Regions from separate parts of the Mus musculus genome. Here region 2 is linked to region 1. A link is a contact called in public Hi-C data. All regions are on one chromosome and are shown on one strand. The core of a region is the stretch at or near the end of the contact, and the rest is flanking DNA. Distances in the headings are between cores, read along the strand shown. Region 1 holds the start of Emc2 (ER membrane protein complex subunit 2). Region 2 has its middle 180 kb from the start of Tmem74.

Region 1 (6,835 bases), core at 2,472-4,971:
GGCAGTGCACTAGTGAGATGCGAAGTCAATCTAATGTGTTCCAGCACTTGGCAGCAAATGGATGCAGAGAACCCATCAAAAGAACAGTGTGAAAAAAATGAAGTAAACCTAGAAATCGCTATTCAGAAACAAAAACAAGGGGCAGGGGGGAAAGACAATTCACCTGATACAGTGCTTACTGCAGAAGGATAGATAAAGACCTTAGTTCCAATCCCTAGAACCACTGCAAAAACCTGGACATGGAGACACTCTCCCTTAGTTTTAAGAACACAGAGAAGTGGATCCTGGAGACCCACGGGCCAATCAGTCCAGCCAATGAGTGAGTTCAAGATATAGTGGGAAAAACTGTTTTGTAAAATTAGGTAGAAATCAATAGACAAACACCTGGCAGGAACTTACGACATCTACATACATACACACACATACATACAAAAAGATAAAAAAAAATCAAAATCTTACAAAGAGGGAGTTATTTGTAATGGTAAGCATAACAGATATATAAAATATAAACATTTGAACTGGCACAAGGTTTTCCTAGCACCTTAAAGAAAAAGTAAGATACAGAAACCAAACTGTTGATACTTATACAATGCAGTGCCTATACCTCAATCTCAGAGAAAATCACAAAAATGTGGCCGAAAAGTTGAGAGTCAGCAAACCATAATGTCAGCTATGAGACTATGTCTTCTAGATATGAGAGGGAAACTGCATCCATGAACTGTCAAAATTGTGGCTTCTTAAGGTATGAAGTAAAAAGGGAGGAATACAAACAAAATTTTCTACAGTATTTTAAAAACTCATTTCACATCTATTATGCTAGGCTCTGCACAAGGCACCCTATCCAGCCATGCCTAAATATATATTCTCAAGAAACTTGACTACTTTCCTTACAAGTCTAAATTCTAAATATTCTACTTAACAAATGTTTTCAACTGGCTTACGAAATGAACATTTTATTTGTTTATATCATCTATTTGAGACTTAAAAGAGTGTTAAACTTACTAAAGTCTTTTATATGCATTCCTATTACAAAAATTACAGGGTCTGGAGAGATGCTCAGTGGTTAAGAGCTCTTGTTGGGTAAGAGTCCATGTTTTGCAACCATAAGATCCTGAGTTGAATCCCTTGCAAAACATAAAGAGCCCTGCTTGGCTCTAACCCCAGCACTAGGAAAGAGGTCAGGGGAGGAGATATTGCTCACTGGCGTTTGCAGTCTTCTAGCCTGGCTTCAGGTTTAGTGATAAACCCCGCCTCAAATAAAGAGTGTACAGCAAGATATATAACTCCCTCTCCTGGCATCTTTGTGCCTATGCACACCCACACTCTCATGTATGACATGTAACAAACACCACACAAAGAGACATATATATGCACACACACAGACACCCCACACATACACACTCTATTGTGTTCTTTGGATCCATTTCTGATGCTAATGGAGGTCCTAAGGATACAGCTGACTCTGTCCTCCATATCCAAACAAAACTCCATCTGAGTGTCATCTCATCAACCATCCATATTCTCATAAAACAGGTTTTCAGGAAAATTAAGCCTTCATTTTACAAAATAAGGAAACTGTGTTCTAGTCACTGGGGTGCCCAGGTTCACATAAGATAGTGGCCAGAAAGCTAGAAAAAGCATGGACAACTTATTAGTGTTGGTTGTAAACACTTTGAATAATTCAGTCAATTAGTAAATAGTTTCTTCGCTGTGCCAAGCACTAGTTACATAAAAGTGAGCAAAGTAGGCCTAGTTTCTTTCATTCTAACAGAGAAAAAAATTTGAGGTAAAACAAGCAAGCAAGTGCTTCAATAGAAAGAAAGCACATAGTCCAGGAGGTTTTGTTCCATTCAGTTGCTTGAGATTTTCATTTTCGTGTTTTTTCCTCTTTACTTCTCTTGTAAATATGGTGGCAGGGGTGAGAAGATGCGTGCTTAAGGGTACTGCAACCTGTAACTTTTGAGCACGATTCTGAGAGACTAACATTTAAGAGTGAGGCTATGAGGGGAGAACTCTGTTGATGGAAAGAATCACTTGTGCCAACCACGAAGACAAGTATATGCCAATTTAGGCAATCTAGGAAAGACAAGCTGAGCCAGCTCAGAGTTGGGACAGGCAGTGGCTCCAGCTAGATGCCATCTAGAGCCAGATCATTCAGCAGAATGACATAATAATCCCAGCACTTGGGAGGCAGAGGCAGGTGGATTTCTGAGTTCAAGGCCAGCCTGGACTACAGAGTGGCAGCCAGGGCTATACAGAGAAACTCTGTCTCGAAAAACAAAAACCAAACAAACAAAAAAAACTATCAACCAACAACAAAATCTTTTCTCTCAGGTTAGAAGCTAACTGACCACTTTAAAAATAATTTCTTCTTTCATTGCTCAACAAATTACACAGCAGTCACTATTCCAAATCTAGTTATATCGCTATACCTTAGAATGCCCACAGGACAGCATGAAGCTACGCAGAATCATTTTGCTTGCCAACAGTAACATAATCTTTGTCCTTGATTTGTACACATTAACAGATTTTAAAAGCTATCCTTCACATACCTTAAAAATATCACTTTTCAACAATCTTAAGGTATTTATAACATGTTTAAAAGCATTGAAAGGAACACCTACTAACCTATCTACTTTACAGTGGAAGGGTATGTGTTGACATGAACCTTTTAAAAATGAATTGACAGGTCTGTTGTTCCATTAAACTGTAAACTCTTTGAACATTTGTCTTATATGACATAAAGAACTAGGACTTACATTTTTTATTCAATATAAAATCTTTTCCTTCTTATACTATTTGAGATTTATTTGCATTCAAACAATTCATGTAAATTTCACTCTACATGTTAAAGATCCCACAAAAGTATTCAATGGGCAAACTAGCTACTGAAGTACACTGTACTGTGCCAACTGCTGGGAATATGGACAGAAATCTCATGCTTTTAAAAACACCCATTTATTTTCTTAAGCATGACTCCCACCAACGTTTTTTGAAAGAGATAACAGCTCATACAGAACTGATCCAAGATTTAAATATTTTATTTAAAGATTCTCCACTCTTGGTCAATCAGACAGGATAAGACTATCACATGTGAACACATACCTCCAATTTAACCAGTTACAATCTCCTTCAGAAAATGAATTAGTTGGCAGAAAGTAAGTAGGAAGCTACATTGTGTGTGCTTTAAATAGGACTGGCCAAGGAAGTTAAAAGGGGAGACTTTCTAAACCCATGGAAAGTGCATGTTGAAGAAACAGATCCCATTGGACTATCTCTTCGCTTCAACACATTGATCCCGCCTCCTCGCCTCCCAGAAACCACATGCTGTGTGACAGCCGCAGCTCCGCGTCCCTCCTGCCTCCTAAACAGTAGATGACAAAACCGGTGCGCAGAGAGGCAGGTGGATCGGTGTACGGGCCAGCAATCGCGACACTGGTACGCCGCAGATTGTGGCCGGGCCCAGGAAGGAACCAGCCCCAGTGTCCACTCGGTTCGGGCAGTTCAGGGAGAGCTGCCCGACGGAGGACACAACCGGGTACGAATCTCTCCGGGGATTCTGGGTAATTCTAAACCATTTCCCAGGGCTTTGGGTCTTCCTGCACCCTCCCCGCCCAAAATTACCTTCCCAAGTCACATCGTAACGCTCAGTGACCTTCGCCATCTTCCTAGAACCCGGAGTCGGCGAGGAGAGAGGGCGGGGAGACGCAGCACTTCACCCGCGACCGGGAAGTGGCAAATGACGAAGCCAGTTTTTATTGGTCGATAGCGGGGAGTGGGCGGAATCTTCCTCTCATTTGTAAACCACTCAAGAGGAGAGAGGGCGGAGCCAGAGAGGTCTGAGTGGCCAGACTAGTGGGAAGAAGCCGGAGAGGCGGGGCCGGAGGGCGGGGCGAGGCGGGGCGGGGCCAGCGGGGAGCTGAGGGAGCTGCTGAGGAAGGAGTCTGTGACAGACAGCTGAGGCTGAGGTACTTGGGCTGAGGTAACTTTCTACTTTTACTGCAACTTTAGATAACTATCTACTTTTCCTGCGATTTTATCAAATGTAATGTCTTTAGTGTCTGCCGCTCCAGGTTTTTTTATTTTCCTTTAGCTAGACTCATTCAATTCTTTCACAGTCCTCAATGATACCTCAGCCTTAATGAAGTATCATTGACAAAAGAATATATATATATATATGTATATATATATGTATATATATATATATATACATATATATATATATATATGGTGTATAGGGTAATGATTTGAGATTATTACTACAATTAATTAACTTATCTATCTCTTCTAATAGTTACCATGTTGGAAGGTAATAGCTTTTACCAAAATATCAAATATATGATGTGATACTATTGTTGACTAAAATCTCCATATAAACAAAAAAGTTTCTCCTCAGACTAAGCAGACTTAAAAAAATATTTCATTCAAAACAATATTAAATGCTTCAGTCAAATTCATACCAATGCTCTGATAAAACGGAGCAGTGTAAATATTATCCCATACTGTTTCTTTCTCTTTTTTGCTTTTCCTCCATCCTTCTCTATTTATCTATATCTATCTATCTCTATGTCTACCTCTATCTCTCCTTTTCCTCTTTCTCTTTTCTTATACCCATTCCTCTTACTTTTCCATTTCTGAAAGCTCAAATGCAGACCTACTTTAAACTTACCTCTTCATTTTAGTCTATCATTAACCAAATGTCCCACACGCCCCCCCCCATTTTTGCTTTTACTCAATTATTTAAAATCCTATGTGGGCCAATCTCCTCTACTTCCAGTATAACAGCCCAATACTTATTGCTAGTCACACTGCAGTTGTGACCCTTTTGCCTCCCTTCCACCCATACTATCAGTATACACAGTGCCATTGACTCACCACTTCAAGAACTAATATTTAAAAAGCATCCATTTTATACTCATTTTGTATTCAGTTATTATCTACTGTTATGAAAAATGGGTTAGTTACTGAATAGTTGCAAACAGGAAATATTCAAACTCAACCCTCAGCAGCAGTCAAAAGATAGAGCCTGGTACCTGGAACACCAATCTAACATAGCACTGCACCACAGCTGACCTCCAGTCTTAAGCAACAATTTGACCCCCTAATAGTCATATCCCAGGAGATAAACCTAAGAAGCATGAAAATTTAAGACAACTTGATACCGCCAAAAATTACCAACCTCATTCAAATGGCCTCCAGCAAAAATGATTAACATAGAAGTTCATATACAGAATTTTAAAAATCATTTTAAATATGGCACAACAACTCACAATGGACTCAAGAATTATCACAGAGAATACAGACAGCAAAATGAAATAAGGAAGTTCATGTATGTTGTTGAAATAATTTAATAAGGAGATAAAATACTGGAAAAAATAAAACCAGAATGATAATGGAAGTAAAAAAAAAAATAGGTCGGACTCCAAAAAAACAAATAACCCCATTAAAAAATGGGGCTCAGAGCTAAACAAAGAATTCTTACCTGAGGAATACCGAATGGCTGAGAAGCACCTGAAAAAAATGTTCAGCATCCTTAGTCATCAGGGAAAAGCAAATCAAAACAACCCTGAGATTCCACCTCACACCAGTCAGAATGGCTAAGATCAAAAATTCAAGTGACAGCAGATGCTGGCAAGAATGTGAAGAAAGAGGAACATTCCTCCATTGTTGGTGGGATTGCAAGCTTGTACAACCACTCTGGAAATCAGTCTGGCGGTTCCTCAGAAAATTGGACATAGTACTACTGGAGGATCCCGCAATACCTCTCCTGGGCATATATCCAAAGGATGTTCCAACTGATAAGAAGGACACATGCTCCACTGTGTTCATAGCAGCCTTATTTATAATAGCCAGAAGCTGGAAAGAACCCAGATATCCCTCAACAGAGGAATGGATACAGAAAATGTGGTACATTTACACAATGGAGTACTACTCAGCTATTAAAAAGAATGAATTTATGAAATTCCTAGGCAAATGGATGGACCTGGAGGGCATCATCCTGAGTGAGGTAACCTAATCACAAAAGAACTCAAATGATATGCACTCACTGATAAATGGATATTAGCCCAGAAACTTAGAATACCCAAGATACAAGATACAATCTGCAAAACACATGAAATTCAAGAACGAAGACCAAAGCGTGGACACTTTGCCCCTTCTTAGAATTGGGAACAAAATGCCCATGGAAGGAGTTACAGAGACAAAGTTTGGAGCTGAGATGAAAGGATGGACCATCTAGAGACTGCCATATCCGGGGATTTATCCCATAATCAGCCACCAAACACTGACACCATTGCATACACTAGCAAGATTTTGCTGAAAGGACCCAGATATAGCTGTCTCTTGTGAGACTATGCCGGGGCCTAGCAAACACAGAAGTGGATGCTCACAGTCAGCTATTGGATGGATCACAGGGCCCCCAATGGAGGAGCTAGAGAAATACCCAAAGAGCTAAAGGGGTCTGTAACTCTATAGGTGGAACAACAATATGAACTAACCAGTACCCCCCAGAGCTCATGCCTCTAGCTGCATATGTATCAGAAGATGGCCTAGTTGGCCATCATTGGAAAGAGAGACCCATTGGTCTTGAAAACTTTATATGCCTCAGTACAGGGGAACTCCAGGGCCAAGAAGTGGGAGTGGGTGAGTAGGGGAGTGGGGAGTGGAGGAGGGTCTGGGGGACTTTTGGGATAGCATTTGAAATGTAAATGAAGAAAATACCTAATTAAAAAAATAAATTATAAAAAAAGAAAAGGTGACCATGAAAATAAAAGTAGCAAAACACTACTAAGCATTCCAAAAAATAGGTCAAGTAAAAAGTTAAGTGGACATCCTC
Region 2 (6,835 bases), core at 1,348-3,847, 220 kb before region 1:
TGAGCAAGCTACACCCAAGCCTGAGAAGAGTAGCACATACTTAATCAAGTGAATTCGTGTCTTTATTCTCAAGCTAACTGGGAGAGTCATGGACACTGATTCTGATTATCTTTTGGATGTCTCCATGGTTTAGCCCCATGCTTTGTGCTTGGTAGTTGGTAAATCTTTATAAAATGAAGCTGCCTAGAACTTACAGATTCAGTTTTTAACTGTGCCAAACACTCTCCTTCTAAACTGTAATGATTCAACATTTCCCTTATGTGTAAATCAGCATATTGATTGGAATTGTCTATAAAACAGTGTAACATTTAAATGTCTCAAGTGAATACTTTAAAATGATTTTTATGACTACTATATACTCATAAAACCCCAAAGAAAAAGGTTTTCATTTGTTATGAATTCTGAACCTAATTCCATTTTTATAATGATTTCTTTAGAAAAAAATCTAGAGTTTGAAGGGGCTTGATTTTTCATTTAAATTGAAACTGTGAACATTTTAAAATAGTAGACACTCATATGGTATTATAAGATTTGCTTTTCCTAAGGGAAAAAAAAATCAGAATTTCCCTTGTACATGTCTCTAGACTTAATTTTGTATTTTTCGATGTGTAGTTTGTTATCTACACTTTGAAATAGGACACACACATATGTAACCACGGAGATTCTATCTGAATTCTTCACTTTGCACTGGATGTGGTGAATATAATCAGAGTGCTATACATTTGTCTCTTCAGAATTGCAATGATTGTAAGAGTGGTTGCAACTCAACTCAAGAGAATCAGAAACTAGCAACCACAGGGAGAACAGCCTGTTTATGAAATGGAAATCCCCACTAGTGTAGAAAGCTGGGCATGATGACACATGCCTTTAATCCCAACAATCAGGAGGCAAAGAAAGGTGGATCTTTGAATTCGAGGCCACACTGTTCTACACTGCAAGTTCTAGGACAATCAGGTACAGAATACCTACCTCCCCAAGAAGTTGCTGCTAAGAGTTTGGGGCCAAAAAATCCTAATCTGAGAGTATCAGCATCCTAGGTTCAGCCCTATACATCAATTAATAAGATGAGTAGTGGTAAAAAGCAGAGGAAACTGATGTGATGAATGTGGAATGTAATGATGTAATGGAAGGTGAACAAAGAAAAGAGGTCTAGTGGCCACATCTTTGGGACATGCACGATAAATCAGTGTAAGGCAAAATATGATCTATTAGCTCACTATCTCAGCTCCAGTTACACAGGTAGTGAGAATAAATGATCATGCTGTCATGGCTTGAGGGTCATCGTCTTGTTTCTATAAGATAATAACTAGACAGAAAGACCAACAGAGTCAACTAAGCTAGATCCTTGGGGGCTCCTTGAGTATGAACCACCAACCAAAGTGCAAGCATGAACTGAACCTTGGCCTCTGCATAAATGTAGCAGATGTACAGCTTGCTCTTCATGAAGATTCCCCATCAAGTGGAGTAGCGACTGTTCCTGAATCTGTTGCCTTCCTTGGATCCTGTTTCTCTAACTGGGCTGCCTTGACTGGCCTCAATGAAAGAGGATGTGCCTTGTCCTGCAGTGACTGATGTACAAGTGGGGTGAGGGGTAGAAAAGGGGTGATGCAGGGTGGGGATACCCCTTCTTTCATGAGAAGGGGATGGGGGAATGAGAAAGGGACCTGTGAGAGCGGTGGACTTGGAAGAGAGGGGCAGCTGATATTGGGATGTAAAGTGGATAAAAATAAATTTAAGAAAATATTAAAAAGAAGATGATTCCTGCTCATAGGGGTTGTCCTGTGAGGTTTTGTGTTCCTGGAATATAGGATAACTGCAGGTATAGAACAAAGGCTCTTCTCTTCTGCCTTGAAAGAGAATGATGTAGGGTAAGTGTGATGGTTTAGAAGGTGTGGCCCTGTTGGAGTAGATGCAGCTTTGTTGGAGTACATGTGTCATTGTGGGTGTAGGCTTTAAGACTGTCATCTTCTCTGCCTGGAAACCAGTATTCTGTTAGCAGCCTTTAGATGAAGATATACAACTCTCAGTTCCTCCTGCACCATGTCTGCCTGGATGCTGCCATGTTCCATCCTTGAAGATAATGGACTGAACCTCTGAACCTGTAAGTCAGTCCAAATTGAATGTTGTTCCTATAAAAGTTGCCTTGGTCATGGTGTCTGTACATAGCAATAAAATCCTAACTAAGACAATAAGCATCGCCAGATTATAGATAGATAAACCCATTGAGGGATTAATAAACCTGTAAAGAGCTAAGTGGGAAACACAGCATAAGTGGAAAGATACTTGGTTTCCTTCTGCTTCCAGCTGCTATGAGGACACAAATGACTGCATGTTCCTCAGCCAGCAGCTTCTAAGCACTTGTGGAGAATGGGCTTGTGGAAAATATCATTGCCATGTGAGGAGACTGTTAGGTGACTAGTTATTTTCTCCCCTTCAGTTCTGAACTGAAGCACAATGGAGCAGTGCAAATGGAGATAAAAGGGTTGCAGCTGGAGAGCTGCAGAAATAAACTTCCCATGAAGCAAATGCACTCACCCACTCAGTCTGTGGGGGAAAGACAGTCCAATGCCTCCTCCAGCAACTTTTCACATGGTCTACCAGAGCGAATTCTCTGCAGACAGGCAGACAACTGGGAGTGGGAGGAATTACACTTGCCAGGTTTCCCTGGAAAACTTGCCAATCTTACAGTGACTCCACATCTCCAAGGAAGAGAGAGCAAACAGAAAGAAAGGGAAAATTTCCATTGAAAAGAAACAAAGAGTAGGATCCCCACCCCCATCAAAGCTGACAGGGAATCAGCCTACCCCTAACTGGGTCTGTCTGCTCTGCTCCGCAGAATAGTGTCTGAGGACCAGTGAAGCATAAGAGCAGATTTCCATGTAGGTGAGTTTTCAGGACTGTGCTTCAATTTCATTGTGCAACAACAGTTTTGTCTCTGTAATTCCACTTGCTTTAAGAGAATTTACTCCAAGCCAGGCATGGTGGCACACGCCTTTAATCCCAGCACTCAGGAGGCAGAGGCAGGCGAATTTCTGAGTTCAAGGCCAGCCTGGTCTACAAAGTGAGTTCCAGGGCAGTCAGGGCTATACAGAGAAACCCTGTCTCGAAAAATAAATAAATTAATTTAAAAAAAAAAGAAAAGAAAAAGAATTTACTCCCTCATTGATTACCAGAAGAAAAACACATTTTTTGAGTGATCTGACTGTGGGTTATTTTTTCAATTAATTAATTAATTTATTCACTTTACCTTCCAATATCAGCCCCCCTCCAAGTTCTTCCCTCCATTTCTCCCTCTACTTCTCCTCTAAGAAGGAGGAGGTGCTCTGGGTATCACATCCCCCTGGTACCAACAGAGTCAACAAACCTGAATGTTTAGGGGCTCCCAAATTCTGAATTACCAACCAAAGCCCCCCATATGTACCAAATATGTAGCTTGGTCTTCATATGGGTCCCCCAACAACTAGAAGGGGAGCAATCCTTGAATTTGTTGCCTGCCTGTAGATTCCATTCCCCTAACTGTGATGCCTTGCCTGGCCTCAGTGGGAGAGGATATCCCTAGTCCTTTAGTGACTGAAAAAGTCATTTTTTTTAAGGTTATATTCTTCTGGGAGAACGCAGACCATAAGCAAATCAAATGCTTATACAGAACTTTAGTGTGAGGGCCCAACTCACCAGCAAAGCAGATGCCACAACAGGATCCTTCTGCACACGTTTATTGGGAAAGCTTGATTGCAGAGGTGAAAAGACCCCGAGCCCAGAACTGGTGCTGCTTATATAGGCCTAGGAGATTGGTTATGCATTTACTACCTCATTTACATGTCTATATCCGATTGGTTATGCTCTCAGAACTTAACAGAACCTCATTAACATACCTCACTTACATATCTACACCTGATTGGTTATGCTCTCAGTACCTCACAGAACCTCATTAACATGCCTGGGCCAGGCAGTGACTCAGCAAAAAACTTTACTGCATATGTACACATTGGTTGTTTACCCAAACTTATGCATGGTGGCCAGCGGTAGGCAGCGCCACCTTGTAATGGCATATGTGGCTTCCCACACTTTAGGTGGTAGGAAGCACTAACAAAAAAAGAAAGATATAGAAAGATGTCAAACAATTTTGAATAGAGAGATTAGAAAGACTCTGAGAGAACAAAATGATTGAGCTGGAAATAAGGAAAGGACAACCCAGTCTAATACTCTTCTGGGTTTGATCTAAGGGAGATAGATGAGATACAACATAGGTCGAGAGGTTAAAGGGGAAATGGTAATCCAACAATCACAGATTTTTACAGGCAAGTGCAACGACATTGACTTTTATGAGAAGACAATGCAAATGTGTAGCAGAGAGTATAATCTTTATATTTTAGACAAAATTATTCTAGATACTGCCTTCAATTGTAGAATCACACTGGAGGAGAGGGTATAACTCTTGAGAACTAAAATCATACCAGCCAGACAGAAAGGTTATTGACTTTTCTACCAAGGATGACGACAAAATTGGAACCTAAAACAGATGTTGATGCTCAGTGTTATATTATATGGGAAATTTTTAGATGTCTTTGAGGACCTTTCTTGGTGCTTGGGTTGGCTTAATCTCAAGAGTCAGGATCCCAGACATGTCACACAAAGGCTCTAGAGTAAGTGGCCTCTAGAATATTTATCTCATAAATTCCAAGAATAAAATTCATGAACTTATGGTAAGAAGAAGCTCATCCATCCAGTTGGTCTAGCCTTGAGGTTCAAAGTATCTGGATTGGTCACATCCTCATATAGCTTCCAGAGAAGGGTAAGAGATAGCAAGGGACCAGGAGCCAGAATTCTCTTGAGCTATCACTGGCCTCTAGTACAGGTATTTTCAGAACAGCTGTTTTGGAGTCCATGAATTCCTGAACAGTTTTTATCTCATGTTCTCAACAATATGCCAGAAAATCTGGTTAAGAAAGACAAGATACCTGTGTGTGTGGATGGATTCATTTGTTTGTTTTGGAAATTATTTTTAATCCGTTTATCAAATGTATTGAGCATATCCCTCCCCATATCTGATGATTCCCCCATCTTACCCCTTTCATTGATCTCCTTTTCTCCCCAGTTCCACTTATACATTCATGTACACACATGACATTATGCATTTATTGCATCTAGAGCCCTCAAATGAGAGAAAACTTGCAATAGGAATCTTTCTGATCCAGACTTAATACATTTAATATTATGTCTTACAGTTGAGTTTTATAAAACCAAGTATAAATGGAAGAATCTGAGGGAAGGTTGTAGACACTGACAGACTTTACATATACAGAAAAAAAAGGGTGGATGTTGCCATGTGGACTTTTGTGTTCTAGGGTAGGGAGATGTTTGCATCAGGTGATCTCTATTTTCTAGTCAATCTTGAAGTAATTCCCCAAGAAGGAAAAGTTTATAAAGCTCTTAGTCATTATGAAATGGAAAGGTTATCAGACACTACTAAGATACCAGCCAGTCTTGAAGATTCTAATTTCTAAGTAATCCTAGTTTGTGGATATAAACAAAGTCTTGGTTTTACCATGTTTAGTACCTTACATGCTAAGAATGTTCCAGATTTCAAGCTTAGAATTTACTGCAGTGGTGTGGAAAATAGAAAATGTAGTAGAAATGAATGTTTCCAGTAAGGGTATCAGAGAATTGATAGCTATAGAATCCAAACTGAACCAAAAATTACCTAACAAAGGTAGTTAAAATTAATATTTTATAGTAAATCAGAGTACTATATTAGTAGATCTCAAATGAGCTATTTATTATGTAACAGAAATGATGATTTGTGACATCAAGATTTTTATTTGCACTAACCAAAGGAAGCTCTTATATACTATATAAAACACACAATACATAGGACATTTAATAAGAACAAACTTCATAGTAAAATGATCATGTTCCATGGTTGTGACATTTGATTTACCACTCTGACAAACTATCTTTATTTTGTGCATTCCACACTGGTTTTATTTGGTTCAAGCCAAAATCCCATGTGATTCTGTCTGTTGTTCTCTGGAATTTTTCAGCAGACATAGGCAGGATAAAATAATTGAGGTTGGTCAAGTCTCTTAACAAAGGATTGAATGTCCTCTTATGACATTCCAAAGAGATGATTTAGCTAAGTAGAATAAAGCACAAAAGAAGCTGTGGCCTTGACCAGAGAGTCTCTCTAGAGAGATTTGCATTATGTTGACTTGTTTCAAAGGAATACTCATTAAGGAGATATTGTAGGTACTGGAAAGATGGCTCAGTGGTTAAGAGTACTGACTGTTCTTCCAGAGGTCCAGAGTTCAAATCCCAGCAACCACATGGTGGCTCACAACCATCTGTAATGAGATCTGATGCCCTCTTCTGGTGTGTCTAAAGACATCTACAGGGTATTATATATAATAAATAAACCTTTCTTTAAAAAGGAGATATTGTTTTAATCATCTGAAGAACATAAAAAGTGACTTAAGAAATTAAAGCTAGAACAAATGAATGTCTATCCTATAACACTTCTGAAATACCAAGGTGCTAGTAAATGAGTAATAAGGAATTCTTAAGCTATATACACAGAGAGGACAATCTAGCAGTAGCAAAAACCAGATCTGACTAGTTTAGGAGGCAAGAGGCATGCATTGAAGGGTACCAGAGAATATACCTTACATGCTAAGCCATTGCTTTGGAGAATTGTCAACATGGTTCAAATCCATCTCCTTCTAGGTTCTCGAGCTTGTTATTCACAATTCCAAGTTGTTGACAGAATCAAATGGAACATTCACCTTTATATTAGATGCATACCTTGGGGCAATGGAGAGGATGTTGGTATGGTAATAAA

The links. A called contact is a pair of places that touch in the nucleus more often than the background predicts.
Region 2: a Hi-C map of cortical neurons shows a contact between it and region 1, with 2.8 times the contacts expected there. The contact joins the enhancer-like site here to the promoter of Emc2 in region 1. A contact is called at or near these places in 2 of 39 promoter capture datasets (the 3T3-L1 cell line and 3T3-L1-derived adipocytes) and 1 of 484 Hi-C or Micro-C datasets (cortical neurons).

The regions. Positions count from the first base shown.
Region 1 is chr15:43,474,115-43,480,949 of GRCm38.p6, reverse strand. It overlaps Emc2 (ER membrane protein complex subunit 2), which reads right to left and starts at 3,721. Exons shown (of 11, transcript NM_025736.2): 1 at 3,625-3,721. The coding sequence starts at 3,664. It overlaps Gm10373 (predicted gene 10373), which reads left to right and starts at 3,914. Exons shown (of 3, transcript NR_046064.1): 1 at 3,914-3,982.
Region 2 is chr15:43,691,418-43,698,252 of GRCm38.p6, reverse strand. No RefSeq gene overlaps it. Among named protein-coding and RNA genes, the nearest start is that of Tmem74, 180 kb to the left of the region's middle. Within about 2 kb of position 2,597, at least 18 of the 459 cell types and tissues checked have an H3K27ac peak or open chromatin away from gene starts, as enhancers often do. A contact at or near this core is called in cortical neurons, where this site is marked.